Linked DNA regions of Capsicum annuum: region 1 is linked to region 2. The links are chromatin contacts, called in public Hi-C maps. All regions are on one chromosome and are shown on one strand. The core of a region is the stretch at or near the end of the contact, and the rest is flanking DNA. Distances in the headings are between cores, read along the strand shown.

Evidence for each region. A called contact is a pair of places that touch in the nucleus more often than the background predicts.
Region 1: a contact with region 2 is called in a Hi-C map of leaf, with 2.5 times the contacts expected there. The contact joins the promoter of LOC107842412 here to the enhancer-like site in region 2.

The regions. Positions count from the first base shown.
Region 1 is chr1:182,947,340-182,953,212 of UCD10Xv1.1, forward strand. LOC107842412 (tubby-like F-box protein 3) reads left to right here and starts at 1,537. Exons shown (of 6, transcript XM_016686254.2): 1 at 1,537-2,647; 2 at 3,437-3,524; 3 at 3,693-3,822; 4 at 3,904-4,083; 5 at 4,201-4,687; 6 at 5,370-5,686. The coding sequence starts at 2,354. The coding sequence ends at 4,675.
Region 2 is chr1:182,847,693-182,853,415 of UCD10Xv1.1, forward strand. No RefSeq gene overlaps it. Among protein-coding and RNA genes, the nearest start is that of LOC107842421, 45 kb to the left of the region's middle. Within about 2 kb of position 1,314, at least 2 of the 5 cell types and tissues checked have an H3K27ac peak or open chromatin away from gene starts, as enhancers often do. A contact at or near this core is called in leaf, where this site is marked.

The sequences.
Region 1 (5,873 bases), core at 287-2,786, 100 kb after region 2:
TCAACCACACTACATTTTACACTCTATTTTACACTCTAAATATATAGATTCTCCATATTTGGAGAACACCAACTCTAACCAACAACTCTATTTTACACTTTTAAAAGGAATCTTCTCTATATTTGGAGAGTGATTATTTATTTTCTTTGCATATATAGACTTTAGAGGGAAATATAGAAGATGGCTGGAGTTGCATTCTCTATCTAAATAGTCATCCAAATTTATGAAATTTTCTTCAAATATCACTTATATTTCATTTACGATTACAATATTACTCAACTATCACTCTATTTCTAAAAAAATACAAAATACTTCAAAAGTCTTCTTCTCTCTTAGTTGGCATGTCATGTCATCAAAACCTCATTTTTTAGAAATACTAAACTATTTAACTCATTAAACTCATAATCAAAATATAATTATATTCTCCTTTTCTAAAAAAATGCATCAGTTTATAAAAAAAATTATACTTAGAAAATTTTTATCAGTATTAAACTTAAAAAATATTTTTTCAATGGTTATTTTTTTGAATGATCACTCATATTTTTTGAATTGCCTATAAAATTACTTTTATTTTTTTTAGATATAATAATATGATTCAACTACCATTATTATTCTAAAAAAAAAATTAAGTATCTCATAAGTCTCTCTCTCTTCTAATTGACATGTCATGTCATTAATTTTTTTTAAAAATAATAGACCTATTTAACTCATCAAATTATTTAGTCAAAATTATATTCTTATTCTTTTCTTTTTTAAAAAATACATTAATTTATTAAGAAGGAATTTTCATGCTTAGAAATCTTTTACCATTACTTATACTTTCATTTTTTCTAAAGTTATTTTTTGAGATTGTTATCCATGTTTTTGAAGTTGCTTACAAAAATCACTTTTGTTTTTGTTAAGATAATAATATCACCCAATTATTAATATTTTTCTCAAAAAATCATTAAATACCTCAAAAGTCTCTTTCTCTTGTAATTAGCATGACATATCAATAACTATCATTTTTTTTAAATAAACATATTAACTCATCAAACTCATTTAACGTAAATTATAATCTTTTTTTTTTTAAATACTACATTAATTTATAAAAATAAATTCTCATACTTAGGTATTTATACTTTTTCTTTCTAGAATTATTTTCCTAAATAATCATTCAGATTTTTATATATAATTGTCTACAAAGATCAATTATTTTTTGATGAAAATAATATCACTAAATTGGATAAGTTATCTAATTTTTTTAATTTGCATGTAAAATAATATGATAAAGATTAATCATAGTAAAGAATTTCTAAGAATGAAAATTAAACTAATATATTTTTTAAAAAATAAAAAACTATAATTTTAATTAAATGAGTTTAATGAATTAAATAATTTATTATTTAAAAAATATGATTTTAATAACATGACATGTCAATTAAGAAAGAAAAATTCTTTAAAAATATTTAATAATTTTTTAAGAAAAAAATAATAATTTAATAATATTATAATCAAAATATAAATAATATTTTAAAAAATTTTCAAAACTCGAGTGGTTGGTTATTTAGGAAATTCACTCCAGCAGAGTTTAGACGAGAAAATAGGGGATGATCGGAGATATCCCAAAACTACATATGCTCTAGAAAAAGAGGAAATATGGGAGTGGGACCTTTCACTCAATGATTCACTTATCTATCCACTACTAGTCCGGTACCAGACTACCAGGACTAGCTAGTAGCACTCTCTCTCTCGAGACAGCTCCCCCATTTCTTACCACTATTTATCCTTAACCCCTTTTCAGGAAAAATACATGAATCACAGTTTCCATATTCCTTTTACCCCATCGACTTCCTCCTCTTCTTGAAAAATCCTAATCTTTAACGCATATTTTTCCACTTTCACCTCCATAAGAATCTTTATCTTCACTTTCGTTTTTATTTATTTATGCTTCTCTATCACTTCAAGATTCACCTATTTTTATCTCTTCTGAATAATCAACAACTCAGATTTCTCTGTTTAATTCAATTCATACGCATGCCTTCTTCTTGTTTTGCCTTGATTATTTTTGAGTCTCATCATGAATAGATGTTAAAGATTCAGCTATATTTATCTCTTCTGAATAATCAAGTACTCAAATTTCCAGTTTAATTCAGACCCCATCTAAGTTTCTTGTTGTTTTTGCCTTTTTTTTTTTGAGTATAAACATGAATGAATGTTAAACATTCAATCTTTTTGGTGTTTGGTTAATCTTGGATTTCAGATCTGTTTTTATGGTGCATTTTGGATTGTGAATTTTGAGGTTTTTGGTTGAATTTGTAAGGATTGTTTGAGAAATCATTTTTGTGTTTTTAGCATTTTCTGGTTTTGTGGGATGAAGTGGGGATATGGGTCAAAGTCAAGGTGTCGCCAGAGTTCAGTGGTTGCTGTGGCAGAAGAAACAGAAGGAATTGATCAAGTGTTTGTGGAAAGTTGTTGGACTAATTTGCCTTTAGAATTATTGAGAGAGGTTCTTATGAGGATTGAGGACACTGAATCTAAATGGCCTTTGAGGAAAAATGTTGTAGCTTGTGCTGGAGTCTGTAGGAGCTGGAGGGACATTATGAAGGAGTTGGTCAAGACTCCTGAAGTCTCTGGCAAGTTAACTTTCCCTATTTCTGTCAAACAGGTAAATAAATTTCCATCTTCCACTTGATTAACGGTGTGTTAGTTCTATTTTTTCTTTGTTGGAATTGCCTTGTTTTTTTAGATGGTTTTGTTTTATGACTTATAGTCTAGACTAATACAATTTCATTTCTTCAAGACTTAGATTTGTTATGTGTTATACAGCTTGAATTAGTTCAAGATTAGATTAGGCTTAAGCTGAGCTTGAGGAAGCCATTGAAATGATACACGTTTGGCACTAGGCCACTCTTTGGTTCATTTTCCATATTTTTGGTGGCATCTATTCTATCTTCTTGCTGATTATGTTCACCCTCCACACCAATTTATGTGCCACCTTTTATTTCGAGATTCAAACTAGTCTTATCTTTGACTGTATTTTTCATATATCTTTTAGTAAATATTTGAATTGTCAATTACTGTGACTTATGGTATTTTTTACTTAGTTTACAAATATAGGTATTTTCTTTCAAAAAAATTGACAATTTCACGGTTAAAATTAAACTTCCCGACTCTCAAAATCTGAACCGTGCCACATAAACTGGGACAGAGGGCGTACTTTTTTCTGTTTACACAACTCTTCCAAGTTTTATTCTTCTTCAAATATGAATTATACTGTCTAATTGCTGGGTAATTTTGGATCAAGGATGGTGAGTCATTCCTCCCATGAGCGAAAAATAAGAAAGAAGTAAAAAATTGTAAAGTCCCTCATAAGAATTTACATATAAGGTATGAAGTTCATTATTACTTTTATCCTTGTTTCATGTATTCTTAGTAGTATTCCGAATTGTTGCAGCCTGGTCCACGAGACACGCTCCTTCAGTGCTTTATAAAGCGAAACCAGACAACACAGACATATCATCTATACCTCAGTTTGACTCAAGGTGAGCATTTATTTACTGTTTCCGAATCTGAGGCCTTCAGTTTTATTGAAGTTTTATCTTTTCAAACGAGGGGTTGCGTGGAGGGAAGCATGATGTTATGTTCAGCTAGAATATACCCTCAAGTTTGGAATCATCTTACATTTTTCTTTCATCTGCTTATTGTGGCAGCATTGGCTGATGATGGCAAATTTCTTCTTGCTGCTCGAAAGTACAGGAGGCCCACCTGCACTGACTATGTTATGTCACTGGATGCAGATGAAATGTCAAAGGGAGGTGGCACTTGTATCGGGAAATTAAGGTATGGCTTGCTTATTGTTGATGGGGTGAGTGGTAAAGCTTAGGTAGTGTATAAAAGAGTCTCTTTTTTTTTTTTGGCTAGATCAAATTTCCTTGGAACCAAGTTTACTGCATATGATTGTATTCTACCTTATGCTGGAGCCAAGCTGGTGAAGAGCCGTTCGACTAGGCTTGTAGGCTCAAAACAAATGAATCCTAGAGGGCCTTCTGGAAACTATGAAGTTGCTCATATTTCCTACGAGTTGAATGTACTTGGAGCCAGGTGAGGCTTTAATTTTCTTGCAAAAGTTTGGAGTAGGCTACTAAATAAATTAACTGCTCTCTTTGCTCTATGGACTAAATTTCTCTTGACACATGAATCATCTTATGTAACTAGCAGGGGGCCAAGAAGAATGCATTGTGTGATGGATGCTATCCCAGCTTCTGCCATTAAGCCTGGAGGTACAGCTCCCACACAGGTTGAATTTCCAATGGGCAATAGTGGTTCCTCTCTTCCAATGCGATTTCTTCAATCCAAATCAAGTCTTCGCTTGGAGAAGTCTTTGTCTGGGCCTATAGAAACTCAAAGAGAAGGTTCACTGGTTCTGAAAAATAAGGCTCCCAGATGGCATGAGCAGCTCCAATGCTGGTGTTTGAACTTTCATGGTCGGGTAACTGTTGCCTCAGTGAAGAACTTTCAGTTGGTGGCTTCTCCAGAGAATGGTGTGGCTGGACCAGAACACGAGAAGGTTATTTTGCAGTTCGGCAAAGTAGGGAAGGATATGTTTACAATGGATTACCGCTATCCGCTATCAGCATTCCAGGCATTCGCAATATGCCTTAGCAGCTTTGACACTAAAATTGCTTGTGAATAACTTGTCTTCAAGGTTAGGCTCTACCTCTTTCCTTGCAGAAGTTCAAATTTACAATCAAACATTTATTACATAGTCTTTCATAGTTATCAATATAATGAGGATTTTCTTGAGCGTTACAACAGTCATGGAGGAAACTTTTATCATTTCATTCTACAACTTTGTCACTTGCATTGAACCTTTTAATCTAAATTCCTGTTTTTGGTCGTCGAAGAGTTTAGATTCAAGCATCTTTCTTACATGAGAATAGTTCGACTTGATGAAAGATTTTAACTCCATTTTCTCATCCATTTCAATTTTAATATCTAAAGATCATTGGGGTGTGCATATTGTGTCTCCCCTCTAGTTATTGCAGCCTTAAGGCTCTTCGAGCTGGTCATGCAATTAGTTGAATTACCAAAAGGAATTCGCAGTAGGTGTGGCTTAACATTCTCTTTTAAGCTTCTACTGTGGCTTAATGTTCTCTTTTAAGCTTGCAATTAATTGCTACATAAAGGGAAGAGAGGATGTTCTGTGTTGTTTCGTTTAGGTGGTTTAGAACACATAATCAATGAGTAGAACAGATAAAAGTAGATTTCACATGGTACATCGGTATTTTAGAAATTCAAGTATTATGACACGTCACACAAAGTACCAACTTTTATTACCTTGAGTATGTTTCTGGCTTCTAAATCCCGTCTTTGCATTTGTTTGACAGCGGGGCGTGGATGCTTGGAAGTGCAATAATTCCAGCGGCGAAGTGATTGATTGCGAAGCACGAGAATGGCGCAAATGCAAATAAGATGCCAGATTAGTTGATATCATTAGTTCTTGTATGTTTTCTCAAGGACCACACCAAAAACTAAAGAATCACAGAATGTTGCAGCTAAAGATTCGAGAAAAATATTATGATCCTCTATTACATACTGTTTTGTACATTTTGTTTTTCTGTACATAATTTACTTAAATCATCTCCTTCTTTGAAAAGTCTTGTGATGCTGCTGTTGCCTTTTGAATTTTCATAACCTTCCTTCCCTTTCTCTCTTTATCTTTTACTATATATGTACTTTCAGTGTTTTTCATAATTTGCTGCTTGAAAACATTTGATGTCATATTTTCAAGATTTTGTCCTGTGTGGATATGGTTTTATTTCTTTCCCTTTTCCTCTTTAACTTTCTATTTTATTTATAGCAACTTTACATGCGTGGTGCAGAGATGATAT
Region 2 (5,723 bases), core at 64-2,563:
CTTTCAGACTTATTGTTAGAAATTCAGCTTGTGATCTCATATTCTACTATTGTTGATTGGTTTTCTTTTGAACATTTAATTTATTATTCATTTCATCTTTTGCGTAACTGTTTCTATGAATTATTTTTGGAATTCTTAGCTTAATGATTGTCCTTGGATTAGCTTGGGATAACTTGTGACTCTAAACACTATTTTATGACTAGGGACCGTCTTGGGTTGTAACACCCCCTTGTGGAATATCAATAGTTAGAATATCCATTGATGCCCTTGAAAATAAACATCTAAACAAAGCTTCTCTAGTGCATATGCTTCTACAAATTAGTCAATTTATCAAATTAAAATATATTAAATAAAGTTAAATCTATTTATAAGGGCACAAAAGGGGATAAAATACAATTAAAATGAAAAAGATTTTGGAGATCTTATTTTAGTGGATTGTCCAAATGGAAGTTTGGTAAGAGGAAATTTCCGAGACACGTCTTGACACACTAGAGTATTAGTTTGATGGGTTTGGCCAAAAAGAGAGGAAAAAAGATAAATACTGCTATTTCACATGAAAATGAAAGCAAGAGAGTGCAGAATCTTATGCAAATGACCTAGTTATGATATCATAACCCACTTGAAAAGTGAAAATTCCCTTTTGGAGAATCTCTATCTTTTTCTTTACACTTCACACGATCCTTGTTTACTTTTATGAAGATTGTAGATCCAGGTGGAAAGTTTCATCACTTTTTTTATTACAAAAAATTCCTCCCTTTATTCAGTTGAAGTGCACTTACCTCACATTTTAAATCTTGTTTAAACCTTGGAATATCATAATAAGACAATGGTAATCGACATTTAATGGTTCTGTTTTGTTTGCATATGCTCTCTAAATTCAAGCAATTTAGGCTTCACACTGCTATTCTAATGTATATTATAATGAACTTAGGCTACGATTTAATGGAACTACATGGGAGAAGGTTAAATATAATTTCTTTTAAGTTCATGGAGTGAGGCGACCTCAGAATGGCAATCAAGGTTGCATAGTTTTTTCTTGGTATTACTTAAATTTAGTGTTCGAACATTGCGAACTAAATCATCTTTGTAAATTAAAAGTGTTTTACTTTGAAGTGGGACAGTTTTCATGCTAATTTGAATTAGTCAGACTTCAAATTCAGTACTGAACATTAGTTGAAGATGAATTCAATGTTGCAACATTTCATTCATCCCTTCCGGCCGATACCGGGTGTAAAGCCAAAAAAAGATTAATTTTTGAGGTGTGATAATCATGTCTACATTACTAGGTCCCGTTTTGTTTAGCACCCTAGCAAACGAATGTCGAGAATGGACCTTGAGCCTAACTCAACCTCAAAAACTAGTTCAAGAGCTGAGGATTACCCAAATCACTCTAACACCCCCCACGCCTAGGCCCAACTGGCACTGGCGCGTGGATCGGGAGCTCGAAACGAGGATGGACCTGACTCTGATACCATGTCAAGAAAAAGTTGGAACAAAGTTTGGGAAAAATTTTTCTGTGTATATTCTTTGTCAATGACCTTTATTTATACAAGATAAACTTAAGAAAGAACCTTCCCTTCTAAGCTAAAGAATGAAACTAAAAATACTAAATATATAAAAGAATAAACTTCTCTTCTAAGTTAGAATAAAGTAACCTTCTATTCTAAGTTGACCCATGTTCTTGTTTGCTACTGAAAATATTTATTTCGACCCAAATGATTATTTCGCCTAACAAATGAAGCTTTCTTGTTTTGATCGAATGACGCTCTTCCTTTATTCTCAACAACTAATTCACAACAAAAATCTAACGATACATTATTCAGATATAAGTTGAACCTAGCAATTAAAGTTATGAGACAATGCTTGCTTAATGCCAGAGTAACCAAATGCTTTGGCAGTTAACGAATCCCTTGAATCAAAAATATTATATTGTACGACAAAAGTATTTCTTTTTAAATATATAGAAATTATTGAAGCTTTTTTTTTTTTTTTTACATAATTGATACTTCTAGTGTAATTGCAAAGGATGTTTTATTACACAAGAGTCAAGACCCTAGAGATAAACCACTATTTTGCCAATCCTACACACTAAAATGGTGCGTGATTTTATCGTTGATCTCTTCATTATCTTGAATCAAACATCCCATGATTGAAACATCCTCTCTTGGAAATGATCTGGAAATCAAATCTCACTTTCACACCGATCTCAAGTGCAACATCATTGAGCTTACACTTCAAGTATTCAATTTTGTTTCTATTCAATTCGAATCCTTTGGATCCTAGTGTTTGTCTCCAAACATTTAGCCTAATGTTAACTTCACTCCTAGTCTCGTCAATCATAATAATGTCATTGACGAATAGCATACACCATGGTACCTCAACTTTAATATGACGCGTCAGTTCATTCATAACCAATGTGAAAAGAAATGAATTAAAAGTTGATTGTTGAAGATAATGATCACAATGTAGTAGATAATGATCAAAAGTGCAATCAGTGTATTGTTAACTCTAGATAAGATCGAGTAGGAGTTTTACAGTGAGAGAGAGTCCTTGTGTAAGTCTACAACTTGTATAGTACGACAAGTGTATAAAACCTAGGACTTTAACTCAATCAGTCTACTATCATGTATAAATACATGTGTCACAGTTCAATAATAGCATTCAAAAATCTTTCTCCAATTTCCTCATTTCTTGTATTGTATATTTTTACATGGTATTAGAGCAATCTTAACCTTACACTACAAATATTTTGTAAGATCATTTGTCCAAAACAATGGCACCAAATACTGTTTCGCCCTCAATTCTCCTATCACTTTTAGTAGTCTATTTGCACCACCTCATTGTTGTTTGTCCTATCAAAGTTCAGCCCGCGAATTATGAGAACATAGGTTAGGCAACTTATGTAAGTCACAAAAGGGACTACATTGGTCAAGAATGACAAACTTAACAAAACAACAACATTTGATGTAGAGAAGAGTGAAACTTCTACGTTAAAGAAAGTTGATAAACCAAGTGAGAAGGATGATTGGGAAAAGAATGATGTCTTATTGCAAACTTGGATATCAGGAACTATGACTGAAGAAAGCATGTATCTTGTAGTAGGATATTCCACAATAAAGGAAATATGGGAATATTTGAAAGAAGCATTTCTGCAGGCAACAAAAGACGAAGAGTTCCAATATAAGCAAAAATTACAAAATGTTAAAAATATATTTTCATATATAGTGAATATCTAATTTACCATATTTAGTGAATGTCTATTTTACCATATATAGTGAATATATATTTATGAAAAAGTTAGAAACTAAAGGTTAGTTTTTTCCTATAAATTATCAGCACGAGACTCTGCCAAACATGGTGAAATTATAAATCTAAAGGTAATTTCAAGGTTAGTAATTTATTATGGTATTTATATTATTGTTATATTTGAGGAAAAATAATTGATTTAGAACCACTTATGCTTTAAATTTGTTCATGAAGAACAATATTGTTAAAAGATATGATGATAAATAAAAGTCTCATGTTTTGTAGCCTAAGACGCCTTTATATAGATAAGACATTGAGTTTGAAACTCAATACACCATATTGATGATATTATGATGGCTAAGGCAACATAAATTCCATTGATATGCTCTATTCCATGATGAATCGGAAAGTTGACAACTTGTTGCATTCTTGAAGTAAATAATAAATCCCATTGAAATGCTCTATTCCATGATGAATCGGAAAGTTGACATCTTGTTGCATTCTTGAAGTAAATATGATAGCAATGCATAATATGTCTGAAAGGAGACAAACAATGATATTTTCACAAACTTATTGTGATTAAAATTAAAGATATGTTGGAGAAAAGTTTTCTACATTATATGTATGCCTCAGTTTACTCCTGAAGTAGCAATATTTTAAATGAGGCTAAAAGCTATCATAATTTGATAGGCTTAAGGAACAATTATATTTCATTCCTGGGGAATGAGAAATTTATTAATATAAACGTGCACTTAATTGTGATGGTATCACAACTCACCTCCGAATGAGGCAGAATAACCGAGAAGAGTTATTTTGAAATCTACTTCTAAAGTAGTAAATCTGAAATTTATTCATGTAATAGTAAATCTGAAATTTAATAAAGAAAAAAGTACATGTCATGATAAACTTGGAGTTTACTAGTATAAAATTTCATAAATTGACATGAACGATTGTGACATCCTAGAGATGTGCATAGTGAGTATTAAACATATATTGAAGAAATAAAAAATTCTTCATGAACTTTTAATGTTGCTTATTCTCTTGATAAGTTGGTTGGACCAACTAATGTTGGGATTTGATCCCTCAAAATCTGAAAAGTATAAAAGGTGAATATAAGCTCGTTCATCTGTCATGTGATCTATTAAGATGCATCGATATAAGAAGATCACATGTGAGTTTATTTTCAACCTACAGTTTGAATTTATAAAGTTGCTTGCTCAATATAAATTGAGTTAAGAACATAATTTTTAGATTGTGTAATCAAAGAAATTCATCTTGATAATGCTAGTTAAGTTGGTGTTAAATGCCTTTAATAAATAGATGAACTATTGCTAATGAGAATAAAAGGTTCATGTGTTGATTTGAAATATTGTATACAAAAGTACTTGTATGCATCAAGCCAATAAGTTATGATTAATTCCCCTCAAATTTGGTTCTGAGTCAGGAACCACACATTGTCCATCTAATAATTTTGATGTGGGGTATATAATTAATGAATATACCATAATGCATAAAGATGGATCCCTCAAAGAAGATGGAGGATGTATGTTAAGGGGAAATTGTAAGCAACTATGAAATATGTTAAGAATTATTATTAGATCCTCATTCAAAAGATAATTCAAGTTTAATGCCAAAAGCATATCATATTTATGCTACAAGTGCTCCTATTTTGTGTCCCTGAAGGATAAGGTCTATGCATGCGTGAAGTGTGATAGACCAATCGGTTCTAAATGAAATAATCCTTGAAAAGAATAAGGAGCAAATAATCATAATAAGAAGGCGACATAACACTTTATGAAACTTATGAGAGGTTCAAGTACCTGAAAATAATGAAGGAATGAGATCTCAAAATATTATGTCACGCTGTGAACCGACACGAAATGATATATCATTAATATTTTTTATACAATATTGATGCAATATTGTGAAAGATTATGAGGATCTGAATTCTAAGTTTATTTAAGCATGCTGACGCAGAAATATTTATCAAGTGACATGAAAGGATACATCTTGATAAGAATAATACTTATTAAATTTGCAATACAAACACTTGAAGATGTCACTCATGAAATGTTGAATATTGTCACTTGACAAAATTTACATGAAAATTTTTAAGGATCCAAAATATTTAAAGCATATAAAAGTTTCTGAGAAACTTATTTATAATCATTCTATTGTATAGGCTTATAGCTTGAAAATTATTGAAACTCTTGGAGAGTTTTCAAAAGCAATAGATTATTTGTTGAAATGAGAAACATACCAAATTGGATTAGTCCTGAAGTACCATATCTTAGTGCAATTGATGCACTAATGTATCTTGCAAATACTACAAGGCATGACATAGCCTTTTTCGGTCAATTTGTTAGCAAGGTATATATAGTTCTGCTCCTACTAGCAGACATTGAAATGAGATCAAACATATGGGCTTATTTATTCTACAGATTCTAGTCCAGATCTAGTTGGTTGTGCTGATATTG